Linked DNA regions of Mus musculus: region 2 is linked to region 1. A link is a contact called in public HiChIP or PLAC-seq data. All regions are on one chromosome and are shown on one strand. Each heading gives the region's core, a stretch centred on a gene start, on an enhancer-like site or on the middle of the called end of the contact. The rest is flanking DNA. Distances are from core to core; before and after follow the strand shown. Region 1 holds the start of Lrsam1 (leucine rich repeat and sterile alpha motif containing 1). Region 2 holds the start of Gapvd1 (GTPase activating protein and VPS9 domains 1).

What was found. HiChIP or PLAC-seq counts read pairs in DNA pulled down with a chosen protein or histone mark.
Region 2: an H3K27ac HiChIP or PLAC-seq map of large pre-B cells shows a contact between it and region 1, with 8 times the contacts expected there. The contact joins the promoter of Gapvd1 here to the promoter of Lrsam1 in region 1. A contact is called at or near these places in 1 of 39 promoter capture datasets (hippocampal neurons) and 2 of 115 datasets of contacts at active chromatin or transcription factors (large pre-B cells and stem cell-derived neural progenitor cells).

The regions. Positions count from the first base shown.
Region 1 is chr2:32,959,085-32,964,715 of GRCm38.p6, reverse strand. It overlaps Lrsam1 (leucine rich repeat and sterile alpha motif containing 1), which reads left to right and starts at 3,075. Exons shown (of 26, transcript NM_199302.3): 1 at 3,075-3,154; 2 at 3,461-3,672; 3 at 5,103-5,199. The coding sequence starts at 5,128. Rpl12 (ribosomal protein L12) reads right to left here and starts at 3,004. Exons shown (of 7, transcript NM_009076.3): 1 at 2,877-3,004; 2 at 2,594-2,667; 3 at 2,044-2,142; 4 at 1,650-1,731; 5 at 1,133-1,219; 6 at 863-975; 7 at 671-725. The coding sequence starts at 2,913. The coding sequence ends at 720. Snora65 (small nucleolar RNA, H/ACA box 65) reads right to left here and starts at 1,415; the gene lies at 1,298-1,415.
Region 2 is chr2:34,750,990-34,757,043 of GRCm38.p6, reverse strand. It overlaps Gapvd1 (GTPase activating protein and VPS9 domains 1), which reads left to right and starts at 1,812. Exons shown (of 27, transcript NM_001356441.1): 1 at 1,812-2,066; 2 at 2,485-2,778.

The DNA of each region.
Region 1 (5,631 bases), core at 1,826-4,325:
ACAAAAAAGAAAAAAGGACCCCACAAGACAGCACAGGCCTCCTTGGCGCCTCCCTCCTAGCCACCAGACTAGACTGGTGAGCAGGATGTGGCTTAGGTTAATGCTGACCATGCCTATTACCCATCTGGAATGGTTGTGAACCACCTTGAGTGCTGGGAATCAAATTCAGGTCCATTTGATGTCCCACTCAAGTCACTGCTGCAGCCCCAACAATTGCACTGGGTTTGCTTCTCTAAATACAATTTTATTGGAAAAATGCAAAGGTCACAAAGCATTATTTTCCCTTGTGTTGTTACTGCTACTGCCATTGGTCCAGGTTTACGCTGCTCTTTCAATATGCCCTGCTGTACTTAGTAGCTTTTGTTAATTGTAGATATCTACCAAAACCACATTCCCCAGACTTATGGAAAATGTTAAGGATTAATGCAATTGCTATGCCAGAGATCCCACTGTACCTCCAGGATGGGGAGGATCCAGAGCAAGCTTTAGTGTATCATCCATCTGACTTAAGACTCATAGCTCTGAACCTCCCAGCCACGCCCACAGAAGTGCCTTTCCTTCTAGGCTGTACTACCCCAGGACTTTGAATCAGTGCTTTCTAGATCCTGCTACCACAGCCATACTGAACCTCCCAAAACCCTCCCCTGGCCCCAAAAAGCAGCCAAGCCCATTCACTGGTTATCAGATAGTCTTTTATTGGAATATTTTCTTGTTGCTTCTTAACTCTGTGGGAAAAGAAATATTGTCAATCACAACAGGGAATATAAGTTAACAATGCCCCAGTAAAACACCAAAAGTAAAGCAACAAAAGTCCAGCTTTCCCCCAGCCTAACTGCTTCCCCCTTATATAACAGTCACTTACAGCTGGGCACTCCACTGCACCACTGTTGATGTCATCTATGATGTCATGAGGGTGGCGGCCATCCACATTGCAGCCCACAGACTGTGCAGTACCCAGGATCTCCTTGATAGTTCCTACAGTAAGAATGGTGGCCTCAGTCACAGGGGAAAGAATTCCAGGGTTCCATTGCAGGAACACAGGGAAAAAATATGGATCCATGGGAAAATCCAAATCTTGAACCTTCAACAGCAAAGTGGCAGCCACCACTCAGGGAAAATAGCGTGCTCTTACCAGAAAGTTCTCTAGCCAAAGACCGGTGTCTCATCTGCCGGGCAATGTTGACAATCTCATCAAAAGTAATGTTCCCACTGTGTTTAACTGCAGAAAGCAAGTACAGGGCCTTTTACAGCTTCCCCTGTCTTCTGAGATCATGGCTCCATTTTACCTATCGCTGGGCTGTTCCCATGCTTTCGGCACAGAGCCATCCACATGTAGGACAGCCCTGTTTCCTAAAAGCTGGGGCTCACTGTCAGCTCACCACTGGATTGCACCAGCCAACAATACTGGTCAGGTGCAGTGGCGGGTGGCTGGGGCACAAGCAAGTCCTCACCAGCAGCCCTAACACGATTTTAGGGATGGAAACAGATAAAGTTAAACCCCTGAGGCACTGTTTCATTTCTGCACCCAGGAAAGGGAACAGACAACAGACGCCTACTGTGATCTCATTCCACCCCTAGGTCCCAAGAAAGGGGTCGACACAGCTGAGTAGCACACTGCAGCGGAAACCCAGGGAGTGGGGCCGACTCACTGTTCTTCTGCTTCTTCCTGTCTCTCGGTGGCTCCTTGAGGGCTTTGATGATCAGGGCTGAGGCAGAAGGCACCACCTCGATCTGCAAAGAGACTTGATGTGAACACAGCCCAGAAAACCAACCACCACCAGACACGCTAAAGGGCCCCGAAAAAACAGCTCGGCTAGCTAAGGTGCTTCCTGCTGGCCTCACCTCCAGAGTTGAATCCCTAGCATGGCGGACTCCTGCACCCTGGCACCTACTACTGACTTACAGTGAACCCTGTCGTATAGCCCTCCCACAAGGATAAAATCCGATTCACCGGGACAGGGAAATCTTTGCCAAGACCCATGATTCCTGAGGGCTGCTATCTCAACCCTTCCCTCAACCCCCCACAGCAAGCAATGTAAATACCTGGGCCTGTCTGTTCTGGATGGTCAGTTTCACTGTAATTCTGAGACCCTTCCAGTCACCGGTAGCCTTGGCAATGTCATCGCCAACTTTCTTCGGAGACTGTAGAAATAATAGCATTCGTTACCATGTGCCCAAAGTTGAAGCCAGGACCTTCAAGCTCACCGCCAGCCCTCCTCACCGTCCCACAGGAGCCTGCCCACAATGGCTCCACATCCTTCTTCACTAAGACAACTCTGCAGTAAGGGCTAACAAAGCAAAACACTTTCTGCTGCAATGGGGAACCCTCGGAGCTTTAAACACTAGGTTCCCGTGCGTTACCCACGGAGGCTAGTGGATTTAAGCAAGTCCAATGGCTGCCTCAACCGGGCTGTGGCACGAGCCTCCGTGCACGTGTTATCTCAGTTTTCCTTTGCGTCCCAAGTCCCAGCACCCACATCCCGGCCTGCACCAGGGACATGGTGGCCTCTTCTGCCCTCCACGGGGACAGAACACATCTACAGGCCAAACAGCATGCACGTTAGAGGTCTACGGCTCGGGAGCGACGACTTACCAGACCCAGAGGACCGATCTTCGGGGCCAAGGCGGATGTGGCGCCGACCTCGCCTCCGGTGCACCTCAGGTACACTGAAGAAAAAGCAAAATCAGAACCTCTGCGGCGCAGGCCGCCCTGCGCGCTGCCGTCGGGCTTCAGATGTCCCGGGCCAGGCCTTACCCTAAGGCGCACGGGCCGCCAGAGCGTCGGGCTCCCTCCCCTCTTACACACGTGGCAGCCAAGGCCCAAGGGAGACCCGCCAGGCCCCGGGACAGCACCCGGGCGCGGCGAGGGCACGCACCGACTTTGACCTCGTTGGGGTCGAACTTGGGCGGCATGGTGGAGGCGGCTGGTGTCGGATGAACCCGGATTCGGGACGACCGAAGAAAGTTGCACCGTTGCCTCCTCCGAGCCGAAAGCCGAAAAGACGGATCCTGCTCCGCCCACGCCGGATATAGGCGGAAAAGCTCAGCTCTCGCGAGAACCGCTGGCCCCACCCAGTCTCTGGGCGACACCCTGGTCGCCCTGTTTCTTATGGGCAGGCGTCTGCGGCAGAGGACTGCAGAGCTTGGTCTGTGGGTGAGCTCGGGATTCGGAAGGGGTAAATGTTCGGAGCACCTTGCCTGGGCAACAGAGTAGGGCTGCACCAGAGGTCCTGGTTCCTGGTCCACGTTCCCTTCTCTTGACGGTGACTCTGGAGCCCCTGGGACCCAGCCCAGGGCCCCGCCCCTCCCCTAAGGGATCTGCACCTGACTTGAGCGACCCTAGTACCAGTGCCACCCTAGTACCCTCCTAACCTGTTTGCGGTATGTGCATGTTAGTTACAGAAACAAACTATTCGAGTCTAATCACGAGTCTTTAATTCTGCAATTCCTTGGTTTCTAGAATCTCGAGACTTTGTCATCCTGAGTTGCGTGTCTTTCTGAAATTTAAAGTTTCGGTGCTCACTTCTATGTTTGAAGGAGACCGGACACCAGCTCAGCTTTTGGGGGCCAATGGTTTGTATCTGTGGCCAAGTCTTCGGAGTGACTGGCCTACCTTGAGGTCCACCCAAGAATCGGAACATCGGTGGAGGACCTCCCCATCCACAGAGCCAGGTTAGCCGCTGGCCAGCCCTGCCAGGGAAGGATGGGTGTGGTTCTTCCCAGCCAAGCTGGACCATCAGGAAAGTTCAAACCAGAACTGAACGAGCCCTGCTGAGAACGGTGAGGGAGGGGGAATTGGCAGAGATAGTCATTGAAGAAGGTATTTGGAAATGTAGATCTGGAGGATGGGGGCGAGGGAGGCTAGTCATTAGTGAGCCATCTGTAAGGGATTTAAGTCGTGGCCATCAGATAGGGATGGAGGGAGCTGTCTCTCAGGAGTGCTGCAATTGAGTGCGGAGAGTCCTGAGCAGGCCCTGCAGGCCCAGCAACCTCCTCTGACAGCCCACGCCCACAAATGGAGACCTGAAATCCCTCAGGACCACATGTGTCCTCTACTGCAAGGCTCCTCCAGCCCTCTTCTCCTTAGCAACTGTAATAGTACCTGAGTGCATTTGTCATGTGTGTGGTACCCTGTGGCAGAGTCTATGGCATAGACCTGACATACATGAAGTCACTGACCCCACAGAGGCCAGCATTGGCAACATTGCTCCATATTACAAATGAGGAAACCGGCTCCGACCAGTGACACAAAGTGACACAGCTAATGTCTTAGGTGTCAGAGCCCATGCCGTGAGTTACACACTTCCTCCAAATGATTATGTCCTTCCTATTGCTGGCCCTTAGACAGCACTGGAAGTTGCAGCCAGCTATGGGCAGCCAGCTACTGAATTCAGGACACAATGATTAACTTGGCTAAACTGGGAGGTCCAAGGAGCCGTGCAAGCGGCACAGGATCAGGACTTGAAAGGCAAGTGTCCCAGCCTGGTGTTTCTACAACCCAGGTCATATCACCAGATGAATGACCTTACTCAGCATCGGATTCTCCACGGGGCTGTAAGGAGAACCAAATGAGCAGTAGCTGGAAGCCTGCTAAGGTGCCTGAAGATTGCATTTTGATTTTTGCTTAACTCATAGATCTCTCTAGTATTGATATAGTTGAGTTCCCCCAAGTCACGGCTACCTCCAGTTTGGTCTTGATGGTTCCATCCTGACAATTTCCAGAGCTGGAAGTGACTCATCAGCTGAGTCTGTCCAGAGTCTTCAGAGAACATCCTTGGAAGGCACCTGGGGGAATCTTCCCTTGGTGGGGGAAACGCTTAGCACTGGGAGGGTGATGCCGGCGCCGCAGAGGGGCAGTGGCAAAGTAGGTCGAGCCCAGAGTACTTGGCGTGTTCTGTTCTTTCTACTCTAGGCTTTGCTTTGTCAGTAAAACAAAGTGTTGGGCTCTGTCGTGTGGGCTCAGGGCCCAGCTGGATGAGGTAGACAGCCCGGCCCACATGGAACGCACAGTCTTGCAGACAGCTGCTGCACTGCTGAGCTGCCTGTCTGCAGGTCGGACGCAGTGCAAGTTCCCAGGCGCTGATCTCTCTGCCGTCCTCTAGGGTCCAGAAGAGCTCACACCGGAGGATGCCCCTCTTCTTTCGGAAGCGGAAACCCAGTGAGGAGGCTCGAAAACGCCTGGAGTACCAGATGTGTCTGGTAAGGCTCAGCGTATTCTCTCGGGCTCCTCGGCTCCCCTTTTGCACCCTGGGTAACTCTGCCTTCCCAGCCCTGGGAGTGCCCTTCCTCGCAGGATGCGTGTGTGGCACTACCTGATGGTTTCTTTCCCTGCTGGACCTCAGTCACTGTGGCTGTGGCCCCTTCCAGCTCCTTACATCTATGGGCTTTTCCCTTATTTTCTCCATTCTACAAGGATGTTTTACCTGAATACTTTTTTTTTTCTTTTAAAGCCTTGAGAACTAGGTGTGGTGGCTTATACCTGTGATCTTGGCCTCTGGGAGGCTGAGGCAAGAAGACTGCCCCAGGTTCAGTGCTATAGAGGGCTACACTGTGAGTCCAGGTTAGCCTGAGCTATAGAGATCCTGTCTGCAGAAATAGCCTCAGTTGCACCAGGAAATAAAATGTTGCATG
Region 2 (6,054 bases), core at 563-3,062, 1.8 Mb before region 1:
AGTAAGGAAAAAATTATCACCATGACAAATTCTAGAAAGAGCATAGTTGCTCTCCCTACAGAGCAGCACTATTTGCTAAATTCTGATAATTTTTTTTCCCAAATTTATTTATTTTGACCATATATTTTGCTTTCCCACATGTAAAGTGTGTTGAGTGTAATAGCTACTTCACAGCCTACTATAACAAGAGTCATTGTGGTAGTGATTTGGGTTTCTGGTAAGAATGTTACATTCTTTGGGAATGCTGAATGGGAAGATTAAAAGCTGTCTGTCTAGGTCAGGCACTCCATCTGTAGGTGACAGACAGAACAGGGCTCAGGCCAGTGAACCGAACATTCCTGTTCTCGTTGTACTTACAATGCACAATCTACTTACTTCATAACTCTTAGCTTCTTTAGAACCCTTCCCTTTCTTTTTATTTATGTATATTCATTTATGTATTTACACATTTATACATTCACACAATTTATTTGTGTGTTTGTTTGTTTGTTTATGGGGGGCAAGTTTTTGCCACAGTGGTGGTCAGAAAATATTGCAGGAGTCATTTATCCTTCCTCCCCTATGTGGGGTGTTTGGTGTCAAACTCTGGTGGTTCGGTTTGGTGGCAAATGCCTTTACTTGAAGGTTTCCTTTTGTGTCTTTGAAAGCCTTTCTTCAAGCTGGGCAGTGGTGGCACAAGCCTTTAATCCCAGCACTTGGGAGGCAGAGGCAGGTGGATTTTGTGCTCTGGAGCTCTGGAGCCTTTGAACACAATCTTCTGTTCAAGGGGGTTTTCCCTTATGCAGTCTACAAATTTTATATCCTCCCCCTCTCTTTTTCTGGATTTTTTTTCTTTTTCTTTTTCTTTTTCTTTTCCTTTTTTTTTTTTTTTTTTTTTTTAAACAAGATTTCTCTGTGTAGCACTGTCCTGGAACTTGCTCTGTAGACTAGGCTAGCCTTGAGATCTGCCTGCCTGTTTTTGCCTCCGCCTGCCTGTTTTTGCCTCTTGAGTGCTGGGATCCTGACTCATCTACCTTGGAATCTAGTCACAGCCAAATCTCTTTTCCTTTCTTTCTTTTCTTCTTTGGCCTTTTGAGACAGGGGCTCTGTATAATCCTGGTTATCCTGGAACTCTGAGATTGGTCTGATTTTGCCTTCCAACTGCTGGGATTAAAGTCATGGGCCACAAAACTCAGCCTAGGTCTTGATTTCTTAATTCAATATGGTCTCTTTCTCTGGAATCTCATAACACTTTGTAATTCTTCATAGCACTTTGTAATTTAGTTTATTGTTACAAAACTCAATCTATGGGAGATACTCTCCACTTTATATTGTAAATTGTATCCACTTGCTTTTTCATCTGGTTGGTGCTTTGTACAATGTAACAGACCCGACTGATAATCTTTAATTGAACTCTGTTGAATGGCAACATGGTACCAAAGACATTTTACTTGATACCCACAATGCTATTGTAACAAAGTAGCAAATAGGAAGCAAATTGTGACAAAAGAATTTCCTTTTGAGGCAGGGTCTCAAAGGATAGCTCCCGCTGGTCTAGACATCCTGTGTAGCTCAGGCTGGTTTAAACTTTTGTCTAATTCTGAGACATTTGCTTCAGCCTCCCAAAGGTTTTAGATTACAGGTGAGAGCTACCATGCTAGTTCAATTCTGATGATTTTTAAAGGAGGTGTATGGAAGACGGGTGGAAAGCTGTCTGGGATCTGATTTATGTTTGAATAGTTGGGAAGATGAGTTTTCACTTCCCCCTCCCCCCACCTTGGGGGCGGAGCATGAGACTCGTGGTGTTGCAGGATATATTCATTGTCTTCAATATTTTAAAGGGCTGTCAAGTGGGAACCAATTCTCCTTGCTTCCAGGCAGAATAACTACCTGCAAAGGGAGGAAAGACAAGGGAAGCAGATTTCAGCTCAGCAGAAGGCAGAACTTTCTAACATTTAGAGCTGTGCAACAGAGAGGAGCAGGCTGTACTCCTGAGAGGTAGTGAGCTGATACTGGAACATCCGAAACAGAAGTGAGACGTGGAGGCCATTCCTGCTTGGGTGGGAGCTGCACCGATGACCTTTAAGGTATGTTCTAGCTCTAAGGTTTCTGGGACTGTTCACTTCTGCTAACTTGACGCGTCCTTTCATTTTTTTTTTTTTTTTGAAAAAACAAAACCGACCTAAGCCTATTTAATGTAACACAGTTTACAGTTTATTTAATGTAATGTTATTTTTAAATAACACAGTTACAATAAAAATCGACAAAACGAGAAGTGGGAAATTATATTTATAAGTTAAAAATGAAGATACCGTCCAATTGGCATAGCTTTTAAGTGAAAGGGGAAGAGCGAGAGAGAGAGAGAGAGAGAGAGAGAGAGAGAGAGAGAGAGAGAGAGGAGAGAGAGAGAGAGAGAGAGAGAGAGAGAGAGAGAGAGAGGCTGGCTATTGGATGATGTTCCGAGCAAGAGAGGAGTGTCATTTTTCTTCCACCCGTCTTCTCTAGCACCAGGTACACGGAGACGTGAGGGCGGAGGATCGGCGTACAGGTCCTGGCAAGGCGGTTCGCGACCGGGAGCGGAAGGGCGGCCGTGGTCCGGACCACCGATCCCAGGGGCCCCCGCGGCGCCGCGCACGCGCACTGCTGAGGGGGCAGCGCCGCCGCAGGAGGCAGGGAAACCGACTGGCGATCTGTGGCGGCGGCTGGGCGGCGGTGGCAGTTCGCAGCGAGGGCGACGGCTCCGAGGCCGAGAGGCAGTCCAGCGAGGACCTGGGCGCCGTCCTCCGCATGACCTCACCGGTGAGTGCGCGTCCCCGGCCGGTCCGCACCGCGTGCCCCGCCGTCTGGCCTAGCACCGCAGCCCGCGCCTGACGGCCGCCCCGCCCCGGGCCCCGGGCCTGCCCCGTGCCCGGCGTCGCTCGGGTGGGAAGCCGCGCGGCCGGGCCCCGCGAGAGGGGTGGCGGCGTGCGGGTTCCGGCAGCCTGCCTGAGGCGGCGGGGACACAGGGCGCATGGGGGGGATGGGGTGGGAGCGCGACGGGGCGGGAAGGGGCGCAGTAGCGCGGGTCGCCTCTGTGGGCGTCCGGGGCAGGTGGGCAGCCGAGCCCGGGAGGCCAGGAGCGGACCGAATGGCTTGGGAGCGCCGCCAGGGACGCGCCGGACGCTCCGGGCTGGGGACGCCGTGCACCCGCAAACGCGCGCCGGGCTTGGCGTCTGTGCACTTGCTGCTGGTGGTCTTGAAGTGTCCGTTCTGTCCATCTCTCTTCTTTCAATTGTCGACTTTTATTGACGGACAGAATTGTCACGGGTGCTGCCTGGATAGACCTCAGAAACGAGCGGGATCCAAGGCATAATTCTAAATAAAGTGAAATAAGGTGAGGAGTCAGATAAGCGGTAGGAACGACGAGGACTCTGGTTTTTTTAACGTTAAGACTCAATTAAATTAAACTTAATAAAATGAAAATTTTGAGTTTGAGCAAAAAGGATGAGGTCTGGGAACTAGAGCTTCCAACTCGTGGTTCCTCGGTGCATTGAATGTAGATAGAATGTCTTTAGTGAGAATGAAGGTAAAATTACACCTTTATTTACAAACCAGTAATTGAAACTGTTGCCTTTAGTTATAAAAACAAGTACCAAACCACAGTAGTATTAGCAATCCCTGTGAGTTTGTCACCAATAGAATTTACAGATATTTTTGTGTTATGTTTACAGTTGGAGCATTCTCAAAATATCATGTTTGTTGATGGATTTCTTTGAGTCTGTGAGTTTCTGCTATATCTTATCTTATGTAATAAGATGTAGCTATACATACATGTCAGTTTTACATTTCATAATATGTCAGTATAATTGGTTTCCTTTGTACTGATAGGAGTTTTGCTTTTTTTTTTTGGGTGGGGGGGTTGAGACAGGGTTTCTCTGTATAGCCCTGGCTGTCCTGGAACTCACTTTGTAGACTAGGCTGCACTCGAACTCAGAATCTGCCTGCCTCTGCCTCCCGAATGCTGGGATTAAAGGCGTGCACCACCACACCGGGCAGAGTTTTGCTTTTAAAAGCATTTTGAGAAGGGAACCTTAAACTTCCCCAGACTATCCATGGCACAGAATGATTAAGAATTCCTGAAATAAAGATAAACTTTGAAGGGGACTTAACAGTACCCAAATTTTGTCATTCAGTAAGAAAAAAGAGAGGGGAAAAAAAGAAAAAAGAAAAGCAGACAGAATGAGATACATGCAAAAGATTTTTAAAATATTTTTTATTGGATATTTTCTTTATTTACATTTCAAATGTTATCCCCTTTCCTAGATTCCCTTCTGAAAATCCCCTATCTCCTCCCCGCTTCCCTGCAAGAGAATTTTATAATCAAGGACTCAATAGCCCTGTTCACCTAAAACTGGGTATGTACACCAGGTTGGCTTCAAATGTGCTGTGTGGTCCTTCTACCTTTGTCTTCCAAGTGCTGGGGATATAGGTGTAAGCCACCACTCCTGCCCTTTAAAATATATATATATATGTGAATGATACCAGTGTAGTTTTGAAAGATAGACCAGACCGTAGATATTTCATCCAGTGTACTGGGGAATCAGCTCAACACTGTAGGAAGAAGAGGAAATGAGTGTTGTGATTTTTGTGCTGAGGCATCACACACTTTCAAGCCCCTGAAGCTTGTGAAAAGAAATTTTTGTATTTGCTAATTTTTTTTCCTCTTACCTTCTTTTGTATGTGTGTTGTATGGGTATATAAATGTTCATGTGTTTACATGTGTGTGCATGTGTTTCTGGAAGCCAGAGTTTCATGTTGAATGTCTTCCTGTCTCTCTACCGTAGTATTTGAGACAAGATCTCCTACTGGCTTGTCAGCAAGCCCGGAGTTCCCACTGTCTTTGATTCCCAGTCCAGGGATCACAGACACTGGCTACAGTAGTGGCTTTTTACATAGGAGTTGGGAATCTGAACTCAGGTCCTCCCTCCTGCTTGAGTGGGAAGCGATCCACCAACTGAACCATTTTCCCAGTCCTCCGCCGCCTCCTTTGGAACCTATGGCTTTGCACATGCTGTAAAATAGCAGGCAAGCACACTAGGAGTTGTGCTGCCAGTGCTTTTCTTAAAAATCATAAAGGTGATAAAGCTTTTAAATAGGAAGAGGTCCTTATTTATTTATTTTTTCCTAAGTGAAAAGTATCAGGCTCCACTATAATATGTCTTCAGTTGTTATTTTTTCATATATGAAAAAAACCCATACAATTTATACAGAGTCAGGAAGCTGGTAAATTGTTTACTTTAAATTCTCTTTCAAGTTCTTCAGGTTCTGGCACTCTCAGGGTGGTACCTGCTCAGGGCCATGGGCATTCTGGACAGGTGTACTATTACTGAGCTGTCTTTTCATACAGCTCTGTAGGGTGTTTTTTTTTTTTTTTAATTTAAAAAAAATTTTTTTTTTTTTTTCATTTTGAGATAGGGTCTCACAAAGTTGCCAAGGGTAGTCTGGAACTCGCTGTGTCATCCAAATAGCTCTCAGTGGCAAATCTTTGTCCCTTACTCCTTTGTTTTCTTTATGCCATGTATCCATATGCTGTTATTTATATATTTATTGAAAATTATAATTTTTTCTTCCTTACTTGCCATCTTTATGACAACAGAGACTTTGTCTTCATTTCTGTGCTAGAAAATGCTAGAGCTGCTGCATAGTAGGTGTTCCGTAAATGGTCCATAGATAAAGGAGTGAGTGTGTCTGTCTGTCTGTCTCTGTTTCTCTTTAGCTCCTCTGGCTTTCAACTTGATATATAGCAGAGAATGATTTTTTTTTTTTCAAGACAAGGTCTCACTATATAACCCTGACTGGCCTGTAACTCACTATGTAGACCAAACTGACTTTGAACTTCCTGTCTTTCCTCAGCCTTCTGAGTTGGGATTATAAGTGTGTGCCACCATGCCTGGCTTCTCTAGGAAATTATTTCACAAACACTGTACAGTACTTCTGTGGGCATTTGTTTTCTTATGGCATGTATTATTAGCCTTATTAGCACATGATGCCATATAGGACTTGGCTATGCTCACCTTCCCATCATCATAGAATGAA